Regions from separate parts of the Mus musculus genome. Here all the other regions are linked to region 1. The links are chromatin contacts, called in public capture Hi-C and promoter capture Hi-C maps. All regions are on one chromosome and are shown on one strand. Each heading gives the region's core, a stretch centred on a gene start, on an enhancer-like site or on the middle of the called end of the contact. The rest is flanking DNA. Distances are from core to core; before and after follow the strand shown.

What was found. Capture Hi-C pulls out chosen DNA fragments and counts their contacts.
Region 2: a contact with region 1 is called in a capture Hi-C map of bone marrow-derived macrophages, with 4 times the contacts expected there. The contact joins two enhancer-like sites. A contact is called at or near these places in 3 of 9 other capture datasets (adipose tissue, bone marrow-derived macrophages and liver).
Region 3: a contact with region 1 is called in a promoter capture Hi-C map of adipose tissue. The contact joins two enhancer-like sites. A contact is called at or near these places in 2 of 484 Hi-C or Micro-C datasets (bone marrow-derived macrophages and nephron progenitors), 1 of 115 datasets of contacts at active chromatin or transcription factors (microglia) and 2 of 9 other capture datasets (adipose tissue and liver).
Region 4: a promoter capture Hi-C map of adipose tissue shows a contact between it and region 1. The contact joins two enhancer-like sites. A contact is called at or near these places in 1 of 15 datasets of contacts at CTCF or cohesin (the NIH/3T3 cell line), 2 of 484 Hi-C or Micro-C datasets (bone marrow-derived macrophages and nephron progenitors), 1 of 115 datasets of contacts at active chromatin or transcription factors (microglia) and 2 of 9 other capture datasets (adipose tissue and liver).

The regions. Positions count from the first base shown.
Region 1 is chr7:97,022,230-97,028,410 of GRCm38.p6, reverse strand. It overlaps Nars2 (asparaginyl-tRNA synthetase 2 (mitochondrial)(putative)), which reads right to left. Exons shown (of 14, transcript NM_153591.4): 7 at 4,661-4,793. Among named protein-coding and RNA genes, the nearest start is that of Gab2, 56 kb to the left of the region's middle. Within about 2 kb of position 1,425, at least 30 of the 459 cell types and tissues checked have an H3K27ac peak or open chromatin away from gene starts, as enhancers often do. A contact at or near this core is called in adipose tissue and bone marrow-derived macrophages, where this site is marked.
Region 2 is chr7:97,206,653-97,213,072 of GRCm38.p6, reverse strand. All of the region lies in intron 1 of Gab2 (growth factor receptor bound protein 2-associated protein 2), which reads right to left. Among named protein-coding and RNA genes, the nearest start is that of Usp35, 120 kb to the left of the region's middle. Within about 2 kb of position 1,767, at least 105 of the 459 cell types and tissues checked have an H3K27ac peak or open chromatin away from gene starts, as enhancers often do. A contact at or near this core is called in adipose tissue and bone marrow-derived macrophages, where this site is marked.
Region 3 is chr7:97,244,022-97,249,928 of GRCm38.p6, reverse strand. All of the region lies in intron 2 of Gab2 (growth factor receptor bound protein 2-associated protein 2), which reads right to left. Among named protein-coding and RNA genes, the nearest start is that of Usp35, 85 kb to the left of the region's middle. Within about 2 kb of position 2,083, at least 52 of the 459 cell types and tissues checked have an H3K27ac peak or open chromatin away from gene starts, as enhancers often do. A contact at or near this core is called in adipose tissue, where this site is marked.
Region 4 is chr7:97,267,405-97,273,656 of GRCm38.p6, reverse strand. Gab2 (growth factor receptor bound protein 2-associated protein 2) reads right to left here. Exons shown (of 10, transcript NM_010248.2): 3 at 1,615-1,855. Among named protein-coding and RNA genes, the nearest start is that of Usp35, 62 kb to the left of the region's middle. Within about 2 kb of position 3,461, at least 50 of the 459 cell types and tissues checked have an H3K27ac peak or open chromatin away from gene starts, as enhancers often do. A contact at or near this core is called in adipose tissue and bone marrow-derived macrophages, where this site is marked.

The DNA.
Region 1 (6,181 bases), core at 176-2,675:
TGGTGAGCCTGTGTCAGGGAACTACCCAGACAACAGGAGAGTCTGATATATAGTATACTAAGCGGCAGAAGACAGTCAGATATGGACACAAGAATGTCCACATTACAGTCTGCAAAGGGCAAATTACTCAAGAGAGACAGAGAAGATGAGCAGTTGACAGTGGGAGGAATTAGAATGCAAGGCAGCAATAAGTCGGAGCTGTTTTGTAAGAGCAAAACTGTCCCATATTTTGACTGTAGTGGATATATGCCTGAAAACTTATAGTTTACATGAATGTGATACTAAGAAAACAGACATAAATCAAAACTGTCATAGGAAACCAGTGTGTTTTTCATAATGTCAGAAGAGTTGTCTCCTCATCCGAAGCCACTAGACACACAATGGCTCATCTCTCTTGGGTCATCTGACCTTGTTTATTACTCCCAGACTTATTTTGATATATATATATATATATATATATATATATATATATATATATATGTATGTATGTATATGTATATGTGTGTGTATATGTATATGTATATGTGTGTGTGTATATATATATATATACACATACATACACACACATATATACAGCCACACATACATATACATATTACACATATATACATACATACACACACACACATATATATATATATATCGCTGGTATTATTTTATATATAAACTTATAATATATATATACACATATGCATATAAATATATATATAATAATACCAGCAAGAATATCTTAGGGTGGTGATAAAATGACTGCTGTTATGGTTCACATTATTCTTGAGTAATGCTTAAAAATCCATCAGCTAAAATATCTATAAACAACTCTAACAACAGAGGACGAATGAACGAGAGAAAATAGAATGGAGTAATGATACGTTCAAGTATGTTTTAAATTTTATTACATTTTGAAAATGATTTACTTTTTATTTTATATGTATGCTTTGCTTGTATGTATGACTGTGCCCATGTGTGTACCTGGTGCCTGTAGAAACCATAACCCCTAGAACATCAGATCCCCTAGAACTGTACTTAAAGATGGTTGGGAGCTGTTGCATGGGTGCTGGGAGTCCTCTAGAAGAGCAGCCATTGTCCGTAACCACAGAACCATCTCCAACGCCAGTGCTACATTTGTGGATTAATTTTGTGATGCCACAGTACTACTGTGAAGGTCAGCTCTCCTCTTCTGCCATGTGTCCCAGGCATCACACTTAAGTCATCAGGCGTGGCAGCAATTACCTTTACCCAGTGTATGAAAGCGGACCTGCATTCTGTTTACATTCACCACAGTGGTACTTACTTATCCATTTCTCAATGTTCTTATGAAAAAAACTTGAGGAAATGAAAGTATTTTGCAATCTTGTCATGTGTCTAACAATTTACATATTAATCTTCATAACCTTTCCCTTTGGTGTCTATGTTGAGGCAGTGGAAATAGGGTAGAGGCAGATATGGGGAAGTCTGAGAGTGGTTCCTTTCCTCACAGTGCTCTCAGTATCTAAGTGAAGAAAAATAACACTGGGTGGTGGGCTCAGATAAAGCTGTTTAAGGAATGCATACCGTTCTTTAAGGCTCAGAGTTTAACTCCACATAGTCAGCACCAGGGTTATTCCAGAGACATTACTAGCATTTTGAACTAGATAATTCCTCAGGGGAAGAGAATACATTTTGTGAGTGATAAGGCCTTGAAAACCATCTTTGGCTTTAGCCATTACATACTGGCAGTAACTACTCTACCCATCACCACCTACTCCTTGAAGGGATAAGCAGAAATGTCCCATGAGTGATACTGACCTACATAAGCAGTGGAAGGCATTACAATGCATGGCCAAATACATTATCTGGCAATGTTAGTTGCTGACAGACTGACTCTTCAGGAACTGCCAGCCCAAAGGCACTGCCTTACTCAAGGGTATGTTTCTTTAAGGCTAGCTAACGACGTCAAATACCTGGGTGATAGAGGAAAGCACAAAAAACCTCCCTCCTGTACACAGAAGGAAAAGTTTTTCTAGCTTCTGATGTCTTCATGGAAAACGAAGCCATCTCTGTTGATGTATCAAAGTTCAACGTTGCCCTCTCCTCACTGCTTTGATCTTTTCCTTACAGGCAGTGTGCTCAAGAGCATTCCTGGAGGTTCCTCAGAAAACTGGAAATAGATTTATCTGAAGACCCAGCAATACCACCCCTGGACATATACCCAAAAGATGCCCCACCACGCCAGAGGGGCACGTGTTTCACCATGTTCAAAGCAGCCTTATTTGTGATAGCCAGAAACTGGAAACAATGCAGATGTCCCACAATGGAAGAATGGATAAAGATAATGTGGTTCTTTTACACAATGTAATACTATTCAGCTATTAAGAACAAGGACATCATGAGTTTTGCAGGCAAATCTAGAAAATATCATACTGAGCGAGGTAACTCCGACCCAAAAGAACATGCATGGTATGTTCTCACTAAGAAGTGGATATTAGCCAAAAAAAAAAAAAAAAAAAAAGTACAGAATCCTCAGGATTCAGTCTACAGAACTCAAGAAGGTTAGTTAACAAATCCGAAGGGCCCGAGTGAGGACATCTCGATCCTACTTGGGAAGGGAGAAGGAAAGAAATCACAGTGGGCAGAGGGAGGGAGGGACCTGGGTAGCAGAGGGGGCAGGAAGGGAAAGAGGGGAACATGATCAGGTATTGAGGGGCAGGTGGAGAATAGGGTTGAAGCCCTGAGGGCCAGCAGAAAGAATGGAAACAGGCAACCTTAGGAGGTAGGAGGAGGGGGGGGCGGGCTCTAGAATATGCCATAGACCTGGAAGGACTCTCAGGCCTCAAAGGGAAGGACCTTAGATGAAATGCCCAATAGTGGGGAGAGGGAACTTGTATAGTCCACCTCCAGTAGAAGACAGGGCATCAAGTGGAGGCACAGGGTTCCCATCCCACAGTCAAAAATTCTGACCCATAATTATTCCTGTCTGAAAGAACTACAGGGACAAAAATGGAGAAGAGACTGAGGAAAAGGAGGTCCAGTGACTGACCCAACTTAGGATCCAGCTCAAGGAGAGGCTCCAAGACCTGATACTATTATTGATGTATGTGCTTACAGATAGGAGCCTAGCATGGCTGTTCTCTGAGAGGCCCAACAAGCAGCTAAAAGAGTCAGATGCAGATATTTACACCCAACCAATGGACAGAAGCTGGGGACTGCTGTGGTTGAATTAGGGAAAGGCTGGAAGAAGCTGAGGAAGAAGGCGACCCCATAGAAAGACCAGCAGTCTCAACTAACCTGGACTCCCAAGATCTCTTAGACACTGAGCCACTAACCAGGTAGCATACATTATCCGATATGAGGCCCCAACACATGCACAGCAGAGGATGGCTTGGTCTGGCCTCAGTGAGAGAAGATGCACCTAACCCTGGATAGACCTAAGGCCCCAGGTAGTGCAGTGGTCTGATGGGGTAGATGAAGGGTGGAGACATCCTCTTGGAGACAGGGGAGGAGGAACTGTCAGAGGGCGAATCGGGATGGGGATAACAAGTGGACTTTAAAAAAAAGATATAATAGCCAGGTGGTGGTGGCGCAAGCCTTTAATCCCAGCACTTGGGAGGCAGAGGCAGGTGGATTTCTGAGTTCGAGGCCAGCCTGGTCTACAGAGTGAGTTTCTGGACAGCCAGGGCTACACAGAGAAACCCTGTCTCTGGGGGGGGGGGGGAAATATATATATATATATATAACAATAGTAATAGAAACATTTGCCAGCAGGGGCTGGAGAGATGTCTAAGTAGGTGAGACCACTTGCCTGGGTTTGATTCTTGGCACTCACAAGGTGGCTCACAACTGTCTGCAACTCTAGTTCTAGCAGCTCTAATACCCCATTCTGGCTTCTGCAGGTAAAACACTCATACATTTAAAATCAAATCAAATCAAATCAAATCAAATCAAATCAAATCAAATCAAATCAAATCAAATCTTAAACAAAAACCTGGGATGGAGAGATGGCTCAGATGTTATTTACTGAAGATCCAAGTTCAGGTCCCAGCGCCCATGATGGGTAGATTATAACTGCCTGTAACTCAAGCTCCAAGGGGATCCACGATCTCTGCTCTGCTTGGGTATTCATGCTCATTCTTTCTCAATATTTTTGTCTGTCTGTCTCTTTGTCTCTACCTCTTACATGCGACTTTTAAAAAAAAAGATAAGAAAAGAACTCTGATGGCAATAACTCTGTCACAAAGTTTAAGAGAAAAGGATGTGGCCATAAAGTCATGGCTCTATCCTACCCTAGTGCCTATGGTTTAAAATGCTCATTTACTGGGTGAATAGGAGTTTAAGACATACAATGAGTAGAAAGTAAAGCTAACAGTTCATTATTTTTAAATTATGTTAAATTAAATTGAACATTATAAATCCAAACTAAGAGACTACCCAAATATTACTGATAGAATTTAAAATAGTAACAGTTAATTTTTTCTGAGTAATTAGTAAGTTATCAGTCAGATACACACACACACACACACACACACACACACACACACCTCTGCCTGATTTCAACTGCTCTGTGAAGTAGAAATTAAGGTATACTAATTAAATGGATTCCTATTTTCTCCACCCCATAAATCTCTATAATGCAGAAGTACTACAATGTCAGATTCCTGGAAATGACAAACTGTATACCTACCTGCATGAGATCCTGAAGGCTTTCAACAAAAGAAATCTCCGCTTCAACCATATAAAATTCAGCCAGGTGTCTCCGGCTCTGAGAATTCTCAGCTCGGAATGTTGGACCAAAGGTAAATACTTGGGTAAAAGCTCTGCAATTCAAGATTAAGAACACAAAAATAGAATACACATGATTCATTGTAAGTATTTAAAATACCCTTAGCTCCTAAGGAAAAAAAATGTTTTCCATCTAAGCTGAACCCACAAACACACACATTGCTCATTGCTCTATTTCTCTAATGGAGGATAATAATAGTTTCATTAAAAATGTTACATTTATAGAAACCATTTTATCCCAAAGGAATCTGCAACTGCTTTATAAACCCTATGGTTTTCTAAATATAGAAATATAACCACTCCTGGGTGCACTCTACTGCAGCTGCCTTAAACAGCAGGCAACTACATTTCAAAGCAATCAAGAACAAAGTAAGAGAAAAACAGCACAACCCAAGAAACAGAATTAAGAACAATGAAAACTAGAATTTCATGTGGATAAGGTTTGCTCAACTTATTTTTAAAGTCACGAAAAGGATGTCATTACCATGTAACACACTCGGCAGATATAGATTGTTGAACTAAAATCTCAGTACCAGGCATAGCATGCCTATGAGCTGCTGATCAAGGAGGCCTAAAAGGCCCCCAAAATACAGTGCTCTTGGTTGTCTACCATAATTAATCTATAAGATCTTTTGACAAAGACATAGCACACCTCAGTTGCAATGACACAGAAATCAAGCTGGAACTGACTTGAAAATTTCCTGCTAACTAGTTTTAATAGTACTAAATGGTGCTATGCAAGCACTTTGGGAAAAAAGACATTAATGGTCTTACCCAGCACAGGATGGGACCAATGGCACAACAGTGGTATGAAGGTTATGGGGGTAACCAACTGCTTTCTAATAGGCTCTCAGGCCTTCTACAGGAATCAATTCGTACCTTATACTGTAAACCTGGCCAAAAGCCCATGGATTGGGAGGTCAAAGGGGAAACTATTACTGTTATTTTGCTAAATAAACATGTTACTAAGTTACTTCCTAGGTATTTATGTTTATAGCCATTGATCAGTGGGATATTCTCAAACTTATCCAAAGAAGCCTTTTCTTGCTCTAGGCTGTAAACATGGACACTTCTAACTAATCAAAGTACTCACAATAAGTAACTGTGGAATGTTCCTTCTGAAATGGTACATCCATATCAACCCCAACCACAAGACTCAGGGAATATCAAAGATGTGGCAGAAAAAATGTAAGAGCCAGATGATTGAAAGGAATGCTTCATGTCTTCTGGACATGACTTGACCATTGCACTCATGGACTTACTGTAGCTCTGGTCAAGACCAGCAAGCCAGCAACACCAATTGGAGTCACTGGGCTACACACACACACACACACACACACACACACACACACACACAAAGAGAGAGAGATAGACAGACACAGACAGAGAGACATGAAGGTGAGATGGGAACATGTTGGGGGTA
Region 2 (6,420 bases), core at 518-3,017, 180 kb before region 1:
GGTCAGAGGACAATTTGCAAGAGTTCTTTCCTTTCACCATGTAGGTCCTGGAGATGAAATTTGGGTTGTCAGGTTTGTCAACAAACATCTTTACCCACTGAAATATCTTGCTGGTCCCCACTAATTTTTGATAAAGGTACAAAAGAAATTAAATGGAAGACAGACAGACTTTTCAACAAATGATACTAGGGAAAAAAGGCTCAGGAAAGGAGTAGTGGCACGTGCCTATAATACCAACTACTCAGGCCCATACAGAGACTCCCTCTGAAAATCAAATAGGCTAACAAGACAGTGACAAAAGATGAACAATAGATTTGAAGGTAAAATGTCCAAGCTATAAAATAGTTAAAAGATAAATAAAGAACTAGATGGCTCAGCAGTTAAGAGTGCTGGCTGCTGCTCCAGTGTGTACATCAAGAGGCTCATCAGCTCCAGGGATGGACTTGACACTTTCTCCTGGCCCATTTGGGTACTTTTGTGCACATGTGCATTCACACATACATAGATTTACCCTTACAAATAAAAAAGGGTAAATAGGTGGAAATTTTTGTCTTATGAAAAATTAAGTTTTGGGGGTTGGGGATTTAGCTTAATGTAGAACGCTTGCCTAGCAGGTACAAGGCCCTGGGTTCAGTCCTCAGCTCTGAAAAAGAAATCAAGTTTTTAAAAAAGTATTCAGTGGAAACAACGATGAACCATGCTCTATGCTATGTGGTTTAAAGAAGAGAGGCATGATGGAAACATTCCTTTTAAACAACTTAAAATATTTATAAAGTTGCAGGAAGATAAGACATTAATATATAGCCCTAAACGATGAAGCAGAGCTTTAGATGTATCATAAAAAGAGCCACAGTTTCTTAGCATATCACTGAAACAGGAACAGAGAGGGAGAAACAAAGAGGAGAGAGGGAGAGAAAGGAGGAAAATGGGGAGAGAAAAAGGAGAGAGAAATGAGTAAAATGACTATTACAAGGAAAGCTATAAAGAAAGGAAAAAGGCTTTGCTTTAAAAAGGTCACATGGTATGAACCAGGCCTGGGCATTGGAAAAAAGACAAGAGAGGTTTGGAAATTTGGTAAGTTGGATGTGGAAAGGAGGAAAGGAAGAACTTAGGGGTCCTGTGAGGCCTTCAGAACCACCCTTAGAAGCTGTATCTTTATTGGTAATGGGAGTTGCTGCAAAGTGCATAGCAGTAGAGAAATGTTAACTAGTGCTCTGTGGCTATTTGTTAAAATGTTAACTAGTGCTCATCTAGCAATGAGGAAGGTGAACTAGCGAATAACAACAACAACAACAACAACAACAAAAACTATTTAGGAAGCTGTTGCTATAGCTTTCTATGGTCAGAGAAAATGGCAATCTAAAGGAGAATAATGTGGCAGCAGAATCATTAGTTTGTGTACCAGAGTGAGATCTTGCCTCAAAAACAAAACATCAAAGTCAAAACTCATCAAAATACATAAAATAAATAAATAGAATAGTAATAATCAAGTCAGAGAGGAAGAGACAGTACATCTTACTTACTTATAATGGGACATAAAGAAGTTCCTAACGTAAGAGTATACTGTCTAAAAAGTCAAAACAAAGTCAAATTTATGTCTAGAATCAAGTAGAGATTACCATTTGCTCTGATGAAACAGAAGTGACTGTTTTCCTTTTGTACCCAAATCTAGTTAGAAAACAAACCATTTCACAATTACCCAGACCACAGAGACACGAATGTGGGAACATATGACCTGGAAGTTGCATCACTCCTGCCGTTGAGCAGAGTACATCTCATGTGATCCTGTCTGTCCTTTAGGTTAGGTCTGTAAGTGCGCACAGAACAAGGTCATGACTTCCTTCTATTGCTCTTTGGCAACCAGAAAAATAAAATAAGCCTCCACTGAGACTTACGATGACTAAATCACATTATAAGTATTTTGTTGGTGGTGAAGAGCTTATAAAATTCTACCATATCAGTCTCCAGGGAGATTCCCTGGGGTCATGAATATGGGTTCTAAACATAAAGGCTGCTTTACATATGGGACAAGAACCTGGTTTGTTTTAGGTTAGTCTACATAATCAAGTTGAACTAGGCTAGTTCTTATAGGTAAATTGTCTTTTAAGGAAAAAGGAACTTTCTGAAGATCCTTTTAGCTTCAGCCCTGAAAACTGAAAGTACTTCTAAAATTCTAGACTCTTTTGTTCTGCCTTAAGTATTATACTAAATAAAACGATTCTTCTTGAATTACTAAGGATTTTCTTAGATGCTCTATGAAAATTAGAGAATCTTTAATACTAAAAATTCTGAAAAAGAGACAGCCTAGGGTACAATACTTATCATTAAAGTTTCCTGTAAAGGGCTGACAGTAAACATTTTAGGGCATATAGTCTTTCTTACAACTATCAAATCTATAGTAGCATGAACATTACAATTTATAAGCAAACATCTAGCTTGAATTCACCAAACTGTTCCCAAAGTGTGTGGTTCAGCTGTTTGCTAAATCAGGGATTAGGATAAGGTAGAAAGGCTATGAAGAAAAGGTAGAGGGTGCTGTAGGAGGATGAGTGTAACAAATGGGTGAGAGACCAAAGTCTCTTCCAACCTAGGGAGCCTCACATGGTGTTCACTAAGGCAACCTGATATCATGATATCTTATTTAACTAGATTACTTAGATTCTTAGAAGTGAGAGATGTGTTCTTCTAAATAGCCAAGCTAGGCAGTACCTTCTATTACTTTCTTCTTTGGCAGTTGAAAGTATTTCTAAAACTCCACAATCTTCTGTCATGGCTTAGGTACAACAGATAACAGAATTCTTCTCTGATGACTAAAATTTTCTCAGTGCCTCCAATCATCTTTCTCCAGATTCTGTGGCTAAAGCTGTAGAAGGGGCAAGGCATTTCTTGGAAAAGAGTTTTGCATAACTTCTAGAAATGGGTGTGTCCTTTTAACTTCCCTCTTTCTGATGAAGGTAAAACCAAAAACTGCCAATAAGCCAGGAGATTCCTGTCAAGGGAGGGTTATTAAAACCTGAGTCTACTACATTATCAATACTCCAACTCTATTAGGTAGAACACAAACAAGTACTTTATTTTTAAAACTCCCCTTGCTTTCTTTAAAAAAAAAAATCACCATTACCAACTCTAAATCTACTCTCATCCCCCAGACTCCCAAGTAACTACAGGTAGAAGATTTAATCTGACTTCTTAATACAATTATATCCTAATTTATTTCAGTGTGAAGTACATTAGGCCAGACTTCTGTCCCATTATACCCAGTAGAAGCATGGAGAGAGCACATTCCTGGAGGAGGAAGAGCTCTGTAGCTATGTTTCTTCTAGGAATATTTGAACTGCTCTAGACCCCAAGAACTTCAAACTTACTTTGAGGAAATCAAAGTACGTATTACCTGAGCTCCTGCAACATGCTATGACAGATATGTCTCCTATCACATTTAATTCCTAAACCAGTGAGTGAAGGTAAACACAACCCCCTTCACAGATGAAAGAAAAATCCTCAGAGAGTATACAACTAGCAAGTATCATAGCCTCAGACCTTCTTGTCCCAAAGGTCTAGTAAGAGCCCAAGAAAGAGCCTGACTAGCCAGAGAGTTTACAGAAAATATTCAGGTTTGTAGTTAACTGATGGCAGAAGACAATAGCAGCACTAGAATTCAGGCTTTAGCTCTTAGCACAAAGTTTAATGACACATGAAACGTGAAACCTCCCAGAGAAGGCAATATAGTTACTGAGTCCTGACTTATTTATTAGGAAGATTCTTTCAGCTCTAGATGAACACAGAATGAGCCTTATCTAATCACAAGACTGTTACATTGAGGTCAGGGCTCTTTTTATCTTAGCATTTAGCACAGTACTTAGAACTCATAGTGTACTAGATAACTCTCTAGTGATAGCCTTACTAAAGGAACAAAAGGAGAGAATATCTGTTTTTCTGTTGGTAAAAACAGGAAAAGTGAATAAAGCCAAAGCTCTCAGACAGATGAGGGTGAGGTAGTACTGCACAGACACCAGAAACACAATGGACATCCAGGAAAAGCTCACCTTCTATATTTAGCATACTAATTACAGGTTGTAGTGGGTAGAGCATAAAGCATGGGAAGAACTCCCAGTGAGCCACAGTGGCTGGCTCAGCAATGAATACACAACCAAACATGATCAGAGGTATCAAGATCCAACTCTAACACTATTTATATGTTAACTGAAGCTCTGTCAGTGCACAGAGGGTTCTGATGATTTAGGCCTGGAATTCAAGGATTGCTGTTTGGAACCTAGGAATGTTCAATCCAGGGAGAGCAAAGTTCAAAGATAAATCTTGTGCCAGCTGTGGTGAAGAACCAGGAAAGAGGATAATCTGACATTCAGTTAGACTAAGTTACATAGGGGATAGAGGTGGAGATGGGGTGGGCCAGTAGGCAGAAGGAGTGAGGGAGCAGGGAGGAAGAGGGAGGGGGAAAGGGGTGCAGAATCAGGTATGGGGGGGAAACAGGAGAGAAGCTCACAGGGCCAGGAGAATGAATGGAAATAAGCAGCTTCTGGGTGTGGGGAAAACCTCTAGAAAAGTCCAAGAGACCTGGCATGTGAAAGGCTTCCAGGACTCAAAGACAGTAACCTTAGTCAAAATTGCCCAACAGTGGGGAGGTGAAACCTGAAGAGACCACCCCAGTGGAGAGACAGGGCCCCCAGTGGAGGGATGGGGTGACCAACCCACCTTCAAAATTTTTGACCCAGAATTATTCCTGTCTAAAAGAAAGACAGGGACAAAAATGGGGAAGAGACTGTAGGAAAGGCAGTCTAGCCACTGGCCCAACTTGGAATCCATCCCATGGGTGGGCACCAAACACTGATACTGATGCTATGCTGTGCTTAAAGACAGGAGCCTGCCATGGTTGGCTTCTGAGAGGCTCTACTAGAAGCTGACTGAGACAGACGCAGATATTTAAAGCTAACCATTGGATTGAGGTTGGGGACCCCTAAGGAAGAGTTAGGGGAAGGATTGAAGGAGCTGAAGGGGATGGTAACTCCATAGGAAGACCAACAGGGTAAACTAACCCAGACCCCTGGGGGCTCCCAGAGACTAAGCCACCAACCGAAGAGCATAAACTGGCTGGTCCAAGGTCCCTGGCACATATGTGGCCTCAGTGGGACAGGATGTTCCTAATCCTGTAGGGACTTGATGCTCCTGGGAAGGGGGATGATGAGAGAGGAGAGCACCCTCTCAGAGGCAAAGGGGAGGGGGAATGGGGTGAAGAACTCTGGGAGGGGGAACAGAGAGGGGGCAGCATTTGGAATGTAAATAAATAATTAATTAAAAATTAAATAAAAAGAAGATAGGGGAGGGTATCATCCTGAGTGAGGTAACCCAATCACAAAAGAACTCACATCATATGTACTCACTGATAAGTGGATATTAGCCCAGAAACTTAGAATACCCAAGATACAAGATACAATTTGCAAAACATATGAAACTCAAGAGGAATGAAGACCAAAGTGTGGACACTTTGCCCCTTCTTAGAATTGGGAACAAAACACCCATGGAAGGAGTTACAGAGACAAAGTTTGGAGCTGAGACGAAAGGATGGACCATCTAGAGACTGCCATATCCGGGGATCCATCCCATAATCAGCCTCCAAACGCTGACACCATTGCATACACCAGCAAGATTTTGCTGAAAGGGTGCTGATATAGCTGTCTCTTGTGAGGCTATGCTGGTGCCTCGAAAACACAAAAGTAGATGCTCACAGTCAGCTATTGGATGGAAAACCGGGTCCCCAATGGAGGAGCTAGAGAAAGTACCCAAGGAGCTAAAGGGATCTGCAACCCTATAGGTGGAACAACAATATGAACTAACCAGTACCCCCAGAGCTCATGTCTCTAGCTGTGTATGTAGCAGAAGATGGCCTAGTCGGCCATCATTGGGAAGAGAGGACCATTGGTCTTGCAAACTTTATATGCCTCAGTACAGGGGAACGCCAGGGCCAAGAAGTGGGAGTGGGTGGGTAGGGAAGTCGGGGGGTGGGGAGGGTATGGAGGACTTTTGGGATAGCATTTGAAATGTAAATGAAGAAAATACCTAATTTAAAAAAAAAAGAAGATAGGGTATTATGGAGACAAAAGAGAACTTTGTCTTATCCATATGTAAAATAATAGCAATAACATAGTAATAAATGTACTAGAATAAAATGACAACGGTGATAAAAAGGAAAAAGAAATCACTCCTGATGAAATGTGAGTCCTAAATCAAGTTTACTCTTGTGCTAAGTCTCTACCTTGGCTTAGGTAGCTATATTCTCATTTAAACTTTTTCTCATTGTTGTCTTCTCACCTATAAAAATCTTCTTTTTCATTTCTTCTACCAGTTTGCCACATCTATTAAAACCAATTAGTGCCAGGCTCTTTAAGATCTTATGGTCTTCAGAAA
Region 3 (5,907 bases), core at 834-3,333, 220 kb before region 1:
AAGGGATCTATCATGATTGCTCTCTGAAAGACCCAACAAGCAGCTGAAAGAGTCAGATGCAGATATTTGCACCTAACCAATGAACAGAAGCTGCTGACCCCTGTTGTTGAATTAGGGAAGGCTGAAAGAAGCTGAGTAGGAGGGTGACCCCATAGGAGGACTAGCAGTCTCAGTTAATCTGGACCCCTGAGAACTCTCAAACACTGGACTACCAAACACACAACATACACCACATGATATGAGTCCCCCCAACACATAAAGCAGAGGACTTCCGGGTCTGTGTTCATTCAGAGATGATGCACCTAACCCCAAGAGACTGGAGGTTCCAGGGAGTTTAGAGGTCAGGCAGGGTGGGGGGTGGGGACATCCACGTGGAGACAGGGGGTAGGGAGGAGGTAGGGGATGTGGAACAGTCAGAGGGTAGACTGGGGGAGGGAATAAAATATGGAGTGTAAAAAAAGTAATTAAAAAAACCCAATGTTTAAAATTACTTCAAGTTTAATGTTGAAGATCTCATAAGATCTACACATTGAATAAGTAACAAAGTTGAAATCTAAAATTGAGACTTTGTCTCTCAATTTAGATCTTGGAGAAATGACTATATCTATAGGCTTTGTAGCATTCAGCATCTTAAGAATAACAGAGATAAAGTTTGGAGCAGAGACTGAAGGAATGACCATCCAGGGACTGCCCCACCTGGGGATCCATCCCATAAACAACCACTAAACCCAGACACTATTGCAGATGCCAACAAGAGCTTGCTGACAGGAACCTGATATAGCTGTCTCCTGAGGGGCTCTGCCAGTGCCTGACAAATACAGAAGTGGATGCTCACAGCCATCCATTAGATGGAGCACAAGGTCCCCAATGAAGGAGCTAAAGAAAAGTACCCAAGGAGCTGAAGGTGTTTGCAGCCCCCTAGGAGGAACAACAATATGAACTAATCAGTAACCTCAGAGCTCCCTGGGACTAAACCACTAATCAAATAAAACAGACGGAGGGACTCGTGGCTCTAACTGCATATGTAGCAGAGGATGGCCTAGTCGGTCATCAATGGGAAGAGAGGCCCTTGGTCCTGTAAAGGTTCTTTGTCCCAGTATAGGGGCATACCTGGGCCAGGAAGCAGGAGTGGGTAGGTTGGGGAGCAGGGGATTGGGTGGGGGGAGAGGATAGGGGATTCTCAGAGGGGAAACTAGGAAAGGGGACATTTGAAATGTAAATAAAAAATATCTAATTAAAAAAGAATAACTATGACTGGATATTTAATCAGACTTAAGATTTTCAGGGATCTAAGACAACCTTTTAATACAAACGCCTCTTCCACTAAACACAAAATTCTAGTTCTACCATTATTATAAGTCCAAAATTGAAGTTATACAGAATTTTGGAATGTACTCTGGTAATTTCAACAAATCACTACTACCTTTCTTCACAATGGGTAATCGGAAGTCATCCATGAACAGCAACAAAACAGGAGGGGTGGGTGCCGGGAGTCTCAAGACACATCTGCGAGCTTTCCAAAGTTGAGAACTCAGGACCAGACTGCTCCTACTCCCCAGTCTGTGGGTTTTGGCAGGTAACACTAGACTTAATCTATGCTGGTTGGCTAGGGAGGTGAGGGGGAGTGTCTCGTATAAATAGACAGAACAGGAAGACGGATCAAGTCTTAGAATGGAGAAAGGGGTCATGTTTTTCCCAGTCACCTTTTCCTCCTCCAGAGTCTGGACTTTCCTGAAGGTCAGGGCTACAGAGAGTTCTATGAAGATTTATGTAGCTCATATTCAATTCAAGACCTGTTTTTTTTTTGGGTGACTAGACCAAGTTGCAAACAACAAAAACAAATAATAATAATGAAGGAGATCTAATTCTTCAGAACTGCTCGTAATAACACTTTTTTTTTTTTTTAAAGGGAACAGGAATTTCAGAGCTGGCTGGAAACTGGTCTGGATGTTTATTTTCCTCATTGTCTCAGTGGAAAAAAAAAAGGGTGGGTGATTCAGAAAGCAGCCTCCACCTCTGGCCTGGGGCTTGAGTCAGTCTCCACCCTGTTCTTTGCTTTGCTCCTCAACAGCTGGGTTGTAGTCTGGGGAGATTCTGCTTCTTGCCTCCCACACTGGCTCTCAGCTTCCAAGAAGGGTCCCAAGAGAAGCTGTGAATCTAAGTTCAGAGAAACAACACCAAAAGGTGGGAGAGGGAACAGGGAAGAAAAGGCCTCTCAGGCATATGAGAAGGGAAATATTTCTCCCCTGCCTTATTCTATCCTAATTTTTCACTCTCCTACCCACTTTCATCATGGGGTGGCAGGGGAGGACAAGGTTGTCAGAAGGCATCTGTGTGGACAGCAGCTCTCCCACAGCTCTTTCTGCTGTCTAGCAGGAATAGGTGGTCTAGAGACGGATGAGCTGTTTGAAGACCCCCCACTGACATTCTTCCATAGGATGCTGCATATTTCCTCAAAGCATTCCTATGAGTGTTGTCTGACCCCAGATGAAAACCAAGGCTTGAAATAGTCTGCTAGAGAGATAGGAAACTCAAGGATTACTGGAAGCTTAAATATTTATAAAACAGATTTTGGGGAGCAGCCTCATCAAATATTTTTTAGTAGAGAAAAGGTGGAAGAAGAAAACATCTAGAACTCTGGGATTTCATTCCACAGAATTAGGCTAACTATTGTCACAAAACTCTTGCCAAGGGGTAAAGGATAAAGGAAAAGCTAATTCCATGGAGAGAATATAGAAGAGGCTTTGGCCCTATTTCTAAATCTTTACCAGTTACAAAATAGGACTTTGGTGAGCTAAACTCCCTGAGCTCCAATTCATTCATAGTGGCTTGCTGGCTAGTTGGAGACAGACCATGTTAGTTTGCTAATTTAGCTGTCAGAGGCCACTTTTATAATATCACTACACTTATAAAATAATCAGTTGTCAGTGATTTATAAACGTCCTGCTGCTCTTCCTTCTGGCTGGCTATTTTGTGACTTAGAAGCAGCTATGCCAGACTTGCCTGTGAAGAGTTAGAACAAATGAGGAGTTAGCAAACATAGTCTGAGGATGCGTAAAAGCCTTGGGACTTAGCCCCAGCACCTCTGCTTTTAGGTCTCTGTTCCAAAATCTCCCTGTTCCTCCTTGTGCAACAGAAATAACGTCAGTTGCCCCTTGTCACTTCATTTTTGTTTCAAATGAGACTACAGAAGGGTTTGCTGACAGGAAAGCTTTCTAAAAATGGTAGATATTTAAATCACATCCTGTTTATCTTGTTTTATAGATACAAAGAACATCTTTACTTTTACACCACCGTCCTCACTATATGGAAAGAAGCACTTGGCAGCCACTGTTCCTACACATTTTCCTGATGTTTCCTGTGTGATCTGGTATAACCTCTCCAACAACCCCATGATGAATCATTTCCATTTTCCAGATGATAAAACCATAAGAGGTAAAAAGTTACTTATTTGGTGTCAAACTGCAAATAAGCAGAAACCCTGGGTTTCAGCACAGATGACCTGCCAGATTCCATAGTGGCTCTGTGGGTCCTGTGCAGCAACTGAAAAGTGAAGGGGGGAGGAGGCTATGCCAGTGCCTGACAAACACAGAAGTGGATGCTCACAGTCAGCTATTGGATAGAACACAGGACCCCCAATGGAGGAGCTAGAGAAAGTACCCAAGGAGCTGAAGGGGTCTGCAACCCTATAGGAAGAACAACAATAAGAACTAACCAGTACCCCCAGAGCTCGTGTCTCTAGCTGCATATGTAGCAGAAGATGGCCTAGTCGGCCATCATTGGGAAGAGAGGCCCATCAGTCTTGCAAACTTTATATGCCCCAGTACAGGGGAAACACCAGGGCCAAGAAGTGGGAGTGGGTGGGTAGGGGAGCAGGGGTGGGGAAGGAGGGTATAGGGGACTTTTGGGATAGCATTTGAGATGTAAATGAAGTAAATACCTAATAAAAATTTGGAAAAAAAAAGAAAAAGAAAAAAAAAAAGCAAAGCAGACCTCAGATTTCAGAATTCAAAGGGTGAGAGCTTTCCTAACACTGGCTGATTGCTCAGCACATGAATAATTCATCCAAGTTTTTTCAGCTGAAAGCTGGTTCTTTTTGTACATGGTACATCTGGTCAGGGACAGCTGCCTGTGCCTGGCCACCAATGCGAGGACCCAGACATGTCTATTGGTAAACACAGCTCAGAGCAGTTATCTGCTTTTTTATGTTAAGTTTTGAAAGTCATTTTGATTCCTAGAGGGAGGGAGAGTCTTAATTTTGTATATAAACACAAAACAAAAATGGGTCCCACATATATGAGATGAAATCTTTTTGGCATTTTTTTGTTCTTTTCTTTCTGGCGCATTAGCCTGTGTTTCCTTTTGGAAGAAGCTCTTTGTCAGGAAGCTGATGTCTTCTCCAATCTGTGTGAATATTTAGACTCAGTTTTACTCCTGGTCTGGCTTGGTCCTTCAGGTTTTATACTAGATGTTTGGCTGGAATACATGAGGAATTGCAGGGAAGCAGTAGAAATAAGAATCTGGGGGTGGCAAGAAAGTTGAAAAATTAAAAAAAAAAAAGACTCCATCTGCTATAGAAACTCTTCCAGCTGAAGGTAAAATACCAGAAACATTCAATGGATCCCATCATAACCCTTAAGGGGAAGGGAGGCAGATAAAGTCTAAGGAGTATTTGAATGTGGCTCCCTATATGAAGGAATCTCCACAAGGTTAGGTAACAATTAGGTGAGCCAGGCAAGAAGATCTGTGCACAGTTCTGGGGAATCCACAGCTGGAGTGCTGCCCAGTGAGCCCACAGAGAAGCAGAGGCACTGCAAGGACAGAGCTGCACAGTTTTTAGGGGTTGCAGAGCCCTAGAGCAGAAATTTGAAGCAAATACTCTCAGTACAGCTACAGGCCCACCTGTAGAATCTGCTCACTGGACTACAGCCCTAGGAGTCATTGTATGAAGAGTATTCTAGCACCCAGACTGCAACAATCTGAGATGGTAAGGAGGGACACCTAAGCCAGCTGTGGGACCCCTATGCAGAGGAGTCAGGAGTGTCTGGAGTCTCTTATTCAATGCCAAATAGGGAAAACTGCATTTACTTTTGCCAGATATTTCTATTCCAGTTCAACTAAGCTGAGCCCATACAGGCCCACCAAGACCGAACCACCAGAGAGCACGCATGGTATAGATTTAGGCCCTTTGCACATATGTAACAGTTGTGCATGCAGGTCTTCATGTGGGACTACTAACAGCAGGAGCAGAGGCTGTCTTTGACTCTGTTGCCTGTCTTTGGATCCCATTCCTCTAACTGTGCTGCCTTGTCTAGCCACAATAGGAGATGTGCCTAGACCTACTGCCACTTCATTTGTCAAGGAAGATTGATATCTGAGGAAAGGGGACTGGAGGATGGGGAGGGGGCTGAGGTGAGGGGGAGGAACTGGGAGGAGAAGAGGGAGGGGAAGCTGTTATTGGGATGTTAAATAAATAAATAAATAAATAAATAAATAAATTTAAAAGTAAAAGTTGGAACAATAGTCACTTCCATGTTATCATCTAAACATTGCTCATGCACATCACTACTCAAACTGGGAAACTTATAGTTCCATCTGCTTACATTCATGTATGTCTGGAGCCCTTAGATGTCCATCCTCCTAGTTATTTGTAAAAACTATATAGCATGTTATTATGAATTAAAGTCACTCTAAGGTGCTATCAAAAACAACCCTAAAATTTATTATTTCTATTAGTGTTTCATGTGTGAAGGTCAGAGGACAAACTCAGGTATTTTCTACCTTTTGTCTAACACAGGGACTCTGACTGGACTGGAACTTTTGCCAAGTAGGCCAGAATACCTGGACAGCAAGCTCCAGTGATCCTTATGTCCCCACCTCTTATCTAGGCATTTCTGGAATTATACG
Region 4 (6,252 bases), core at 2,212-4,711, 240 kb before region 1:
GGCTTGTACTGTAAAATCAAGAATTAACAAATGGCAAAGTTTGGAGCTGAGACAAAAGGATGGTCCATCTAGAGACTGCCATATCCAGGGATCCATCCCATAATTAGCCTCCAAGCGATGACACCATTGCATACACTAGCAAGCCTTTGTTGCAAGGACGGTGATATAGCTGTCCCTTGTGAGACTAGGCCGGGGCCTAGCAAACACAGAAGTGGATGCTCACAGTCAACTATTGGATGGATCACAGGACCCCCAATGGAGGAGCTAGAGAAAGTACCCAAGGAGCTAAAGGGATCTGCAACCCTATCGGAGGAACAACATTATGAACTAACCAGTACCCCAGAGCTCTTGACTCTAGCTGCATATGTATCAAAAGATGACCTAGTCGGCCATCACTGGAAAGAGAGGCCCATTGGTCAGGCAAACGTTATATGCCCCAGTACAGGGGAATGCCAGGGCCAAAAAATGGGAATGGGTGGGTAGGGGAGTGGGGGTGGGGACTTTTGGGATAGCATTGGAAATGTAATTGAAGAAAATACGTAATAAAAAAAAAAAGAAAAAAAATGAAACTGAGTAAGATGGGAGAGCAGGCCAGTAAACAGTGTTTCTCCAGGGCTTCTGCCTCAGTTCATGCCTCCAGGTTCCTGCCTTGAGTTGCTACCCTGACTTTCTTCAAGATGGAATGTAAGGTATGAGAAGAAATTAACCCTTTCCTTCCCCCCAAAAAAAGAATTAACAAATGGGACCTCATAAAACTGCAAAGCTTCTGTAAGGCAAAGGACACTGTCAATAAGAAAAGAAGGCAACCAACAGATTAGGGCTAATATCCAATATATACAAAGAACTCAAGAAGTTAGACTCCCGGAAAACCAAATAACCCTATTAAAAATGGGGTACAGAGCTAAACAAAGAACTTTCAACTGAGGAATACTGAATGGTTGAGAAGCACCTAAAAAAATGTTCAATATCTTTAGTCATCAGGGAAATGCAAATCAAAACAACTCTGAGATTCCACCTCACACCAGTCAGAATGGCTAAGATAAAAAAACTCAGGTGACAGCAGATGCTGGTGAGGATGTGGAGGAAGAGGAACACTCCTCTATTGCTGGTAGGATTGCAGGCTGGTACAACCATTCTGGAAATCAGTTTGGCGGTTCCTCAGAAAATTGGACATAGTACTACCTGAGGACCCAGCTATACAACTCCTGGGCATATACCCAGAAGATGCTCCAACATGGAATAAGGACACATGCTCCACTATGTTCTAGCTGAACTCTTAAAGCAGCAAGAAATTGACTGTTATGCTGTAGTTCTGAAACTTACCCTCATGCTTTTTAACCCCAAATCAAACAAATATTTTATAACATGATTGCTGATAATGAGACAATAATTTCTCTGGAATTCAATGATGATTTTGTAGTAACACAGATCAAAACAAAAATTATGAAGGTTATATAAAGGTTTATATAAAAGATGTCTTGTTATCTTTGTGTTTCTTTGCCTAAAAAAGTAAGCATTTTTACTCCCTTGACATTAAAACTGAAATTCAGGGACTAGAGAGTCAAAGGCCCTGAGTAGTCACTTTCCCGCATGGTGGCCATGGCAGTCTCCTACCTTGCATTTTCTGTCCTTCTGCTTATGCACTGGTGCAAGTAGAGATACTCCTGAGGTGCACTGGTGGACAAGGTAGGCTGCATGTGGCTTGACACAGGGGGCTCAAACGTGAATAAAGTAGGCTGGCTAGAGTGTGAAGGGGCTGAGGACTTCCGTTCTCGGAGCAGGTGCTGACTGGAGCTGAACTCAGCTGGAGAAGAGCGGGGACCATGACTGGCTGAAGAAAGGTTCCTCAGGGAGTCTGTGAAAAGAAGAAAGGGCTTTGTGAGTGAAATAAAGTAGGGAAAGTGTCCTTGTCTTAAAGACAGTTGTCAGAGAGAGAAAAAAAGTATTTGGATAAGAGACAGTAATATGGCTGCCACATTCTTTCCCTCAGACACTCATTACCTCTGTCTTCCCAGGGAGGCAGGTTGGGCATTGTGGCCATCTTGGCTGAATGGGAGATGAGTTACACCTCTGAAAAGCTTAGGAGAAGTCTGAAGGCCAGGTTATCATAACCTAGACCTGATCTGCTCTACCCAGGGGGTTTGCCTATCCAATCCCAGAGTGACCCTTAGAGTGACAAGACTAGACTCTGGATGGGTGAGCACCATGCTTCCTTCCTGTAGGTGGCTCCTGTTGGGAGCAGATGAAGATTGGAGTGAATGTATACTGTTGACATGCCCATGGCCTTGTCAAGAACCTCAGTGACTCTGACTCATGAGCCTTCCTTGAGTGAGGCTCAGAGGCATGGCAAGACCTTCCTCTGGTCTAGGTAACAGTGTTTAAGAATACGTGAGCACTGTGTATATACAAAAACTAGAAACCTCAACTTCCCCTTCCTGAATGTCTGCAAACTAAGTCTTTTTCCCTACAGAGCCCTCCTACTCAGACTAGGTAAGGTCTTCTCCTGTGTTATACATAACAAACAGAGCTGGGTTTCTGGTTTGCAGGTGTTCAACAGAAAGCACAGTCCAAGATTCTAGCTTTTCTATATGTCTGTATGTTGTTTCTTGGTGGCCTGGAATTCATATGTAGACAAGTTAGTCTAACTCAGAGATCTGCCTGCCTCTGCCTCCTGAACTTTAATCCTGGGATTACAGTTGTACACCATCATGCTTGGCTGGCTGTCCTTTCTTTGTTCTCTTGTCACCACAGTCAAGGTTTCCAGGACTAAGAAGCCATTTAGGGTATGGCAGGTTCCTGCAGTTATTACCTCCCTCAAAGCTTCTGGCTCCACTAAATGAGACACTGCTTACTAAAGACTCACTGATTAAGGTCCAAAACTATGCCTTTGTGCAATAATGATAAAAACACAAACAAAAGCAGAGCTGTCCCTTCAGACTAGACCCTTGGTCATCCTGGTACTCTTCCATATCTTCTAGGGCAGCTTTGTTCTCTTTCCACTGGCCTTTCTTTTTTTCTTCTTATCTCAAACTCTCCTCTGTTGTATTAGAAAGGAAGTGAGGTATTTAAGGACAGATAAAGGTTTAGAGTACTACACCCCAGCCCAAAGCATTATTCATTTGGCTGGCTCTCTAAGCTTAGTCCACATTTCCTTAGTCTGACCTACTTCCTGCTTTCTCTCCACACATAAGCAAAGCAGATGGAAGCATCATCAGCCCCTGAGCATAGCTGCCTATTTGGGGGTTGGGAGTAATTCTTTGATTCTTTCTCCTTATGCTGTTCCTACAAACTGGATTCCTTCTCTACTTCTAGCAAGCTCATATGAAGATTTCAAGATCCTATGCAGATATTACATTCCCACAAATACCTTTCTGAATGCTTTTTTTTCTTTCTTGGAGCTGACAGGTTTCAGCTTATGCTTTGTTTATACCTATGGTCATTCTGCTTCCTTGCACTTGGTTTCTGAGAACCGTGTCAGTGAGATTATTACTACACAGTCCTAGCATGTACCTAATATAGTCCCACATAGGGGGTTCTTAGTCCATGATTACATAAATAAAACATTTGACATTTTAAAATTCCAACCATGAAACTTATATTCTCAAGAAATAAAGGTATAAAGATATAAGTTCAGATAATATGCTAGGTAGGGAGGAATATTTTGGGAGATGATGGCTTTCTAGAGTCATTCAAATCCTATCAGAAGAGATAAGGTTCTTTAGCTACTGTTTTCTGACCTATTTCAGGCTGTACTATCCACATGGCCCGAGGCAGGATTACCAGCTTATTCATGATGTACAGTACTAATTACACTCTAGTCACTCCTAGCACTGGAAAGGACAGAAGAGAGAAAGTCAATGAGTCTCTAGGGAGAAACTGTTCCATGATAGCTGTATTGATCTTCAAAATGAATTCCTATAACAGGTCTCATAGTGACCTGGATGTTTGTTAACAGAATCAATGCACTTATTATTCCATTAGATTTGCAAAATGAACTCTCCAGTGGTGGATGAAAGAGGGTTTATACTAAGGACGGAGTAGTCATGGCACCAGGGGAGGAACATAAGCTCTGTCTGAGAAGACACAGGGGAGGTGTAAAAAGAAACCCTTTGATGAGGTTCTATACTCTCAGTTGACTTTCTGGCTCCTTCTTGCTTTGCCTATCTCTTAATTCCTCAGACTCTAGTTTTAGACTTTCCTATAACTTCCCTCTGGCCATAAAGCCTTTCTCTGGAGGCATATTGCCTATTATTAAGCTTAAGCTTTAAATGCCACTCAAATGATGATAACTCTAAAACTTCAATCTCTAGCTCAGTCCTTCCAGAGCTTTCTACTGTACATCACCCCTTACCTGCTGGCCTCTTCCTTTATATCCCATCAGCTAGTTAAGCTCAGAATCTAAGCCAGCTCCTTTGTCCAACACTTTCTGTCTCAGGGAAGCGCATCAATACCTTTCCCATCAGTTGTCAAAGGCAGAAACCTAGTCACTCTCTGATTTCCCTGGCTTCTCAACATTCATGCCAGTCTGCCATTGTACACTTAACAATGGCTTCCTGTTCTCCTTCAGATGTCTTACAGAGCTCTGTCTCTTTTGAAAACTATCTTCTTGTTCACTTTTTCCACAGTATTTCTTACCAATTCTCTTTGCACTTCAGAGGGTTTTCAGAATTATACCAGTCTCTTGTATTATTATTATAAGATAATAAAGCACTATTTCTTCAGTTACAGTTACTGATTTCTTATTGCCTTCAAAATAAAGGTTCCTGGTTTGACAATGAGCCTTTTCTTTTTTTTTTCTTTTTCTTTTTTTGGTTTGGTTTTTCGAGACAGGGTTTCTCTGTATAGCCTTGACTGTCCTGGAACTCACTTTGTAGACCAGGCTGGCCTTGAACTCAGAAATCCGCCTGCCTCTGCCTCCCGAGTGCTGGGATTAAAGGTGTGCGACACCACCCGCCCGGCTTGAGCCTTTTCTTTTTAATCTTAACCTTTTATCATAACCTTTGTCTTATCATTCAGTGCTCCCCTCACACCTGCAATAAATTATCAGTCTGGTGTACAGATAAAAGGTATGATTATCTTTATTTCTGCAGCCCACCCTTGCCTTAAGCACAGACCCAAAGTCAGTTGAGTGACCCAGTGTATTTACTTTTAAAGTGATTTTGCCTCTCAGAATCTCAGTGTCCTTGTTCATAACTCAACACAGGGAATTGGAAGAGACATATAATCTTTATTGCTTTTATTTGCTATTTATTTAACTATGTTTGTATTGGTGACTAGATATGTATACCACAGTGTACATAAGGAGAGTAGAGGTGCCTACATATAGTGGATCTCTACATAGTGAGATTTTAAAAAAAAACCATCAACAAAATATCTCTTGTCTGAATTTATGTAACTACTTCCTGGTGCTTGGCTTCTGGGAGTTGTTTCTCTTTCTACCACATGGATCTGGGGTATGTGTGAAATATGGCTGTTAAACCTAGCATCAAGTGATTTTTACCTGCTGAATCTTCTCACAAGCCTGAGAGAGACAATCTTGACAAGCAATCTTACATGTTGCTAGTAAATGACATATGATCCAATTGTCTCTGTATCTCCAATACACATACCTATCGCAGCATACTCAATACACATTTGTTTAATGAGCATACTGAGTAAATAAAAAAGATCTTTACTCACTCTACATCAGACAGAGAACTAATATTCAAAATATACAAAGAATTCAAGAAGTTAAACATGAATAAACCAAATAACTCCATTAAAAATGGGGTACTAAACAGAGTTTTCTCAACAGAGGAATCTCTAATAGCTGAGAAACACTTAAAGAAATGTTCAACATCTTTAGTCATTAGGGAAATACAAATTAAAATGACTCTGAGATTCCATCTTACACCCATCAGAATGGCTAAGATAAAAGACTCAGGGGAAAGCACATGCTGGCAAGGATGTGGAGCAAAGCGAATACTCTTCCATTGCTGGTGGGCGTGCAAACTTGTACAACCACTCTAGAAATCAATTCTCCAGTTTCTCAGAAAACTGGGAATAGTTCTACCTCAAGATTCAGCTATACCACTCCTGGGCATATACTGAAAAGATGCTCCAACATACTACAAGGACACTTACTCAACTATGTTGATAGCAGCTTTATTTGTAATATCCAGAAACTGGAAACAATCCAGATGTCCCTCAAGTGAAGAATGGATAAAGATAATGTGGTTCATTGACACAATGAAATACTACTCAGCTATTAAA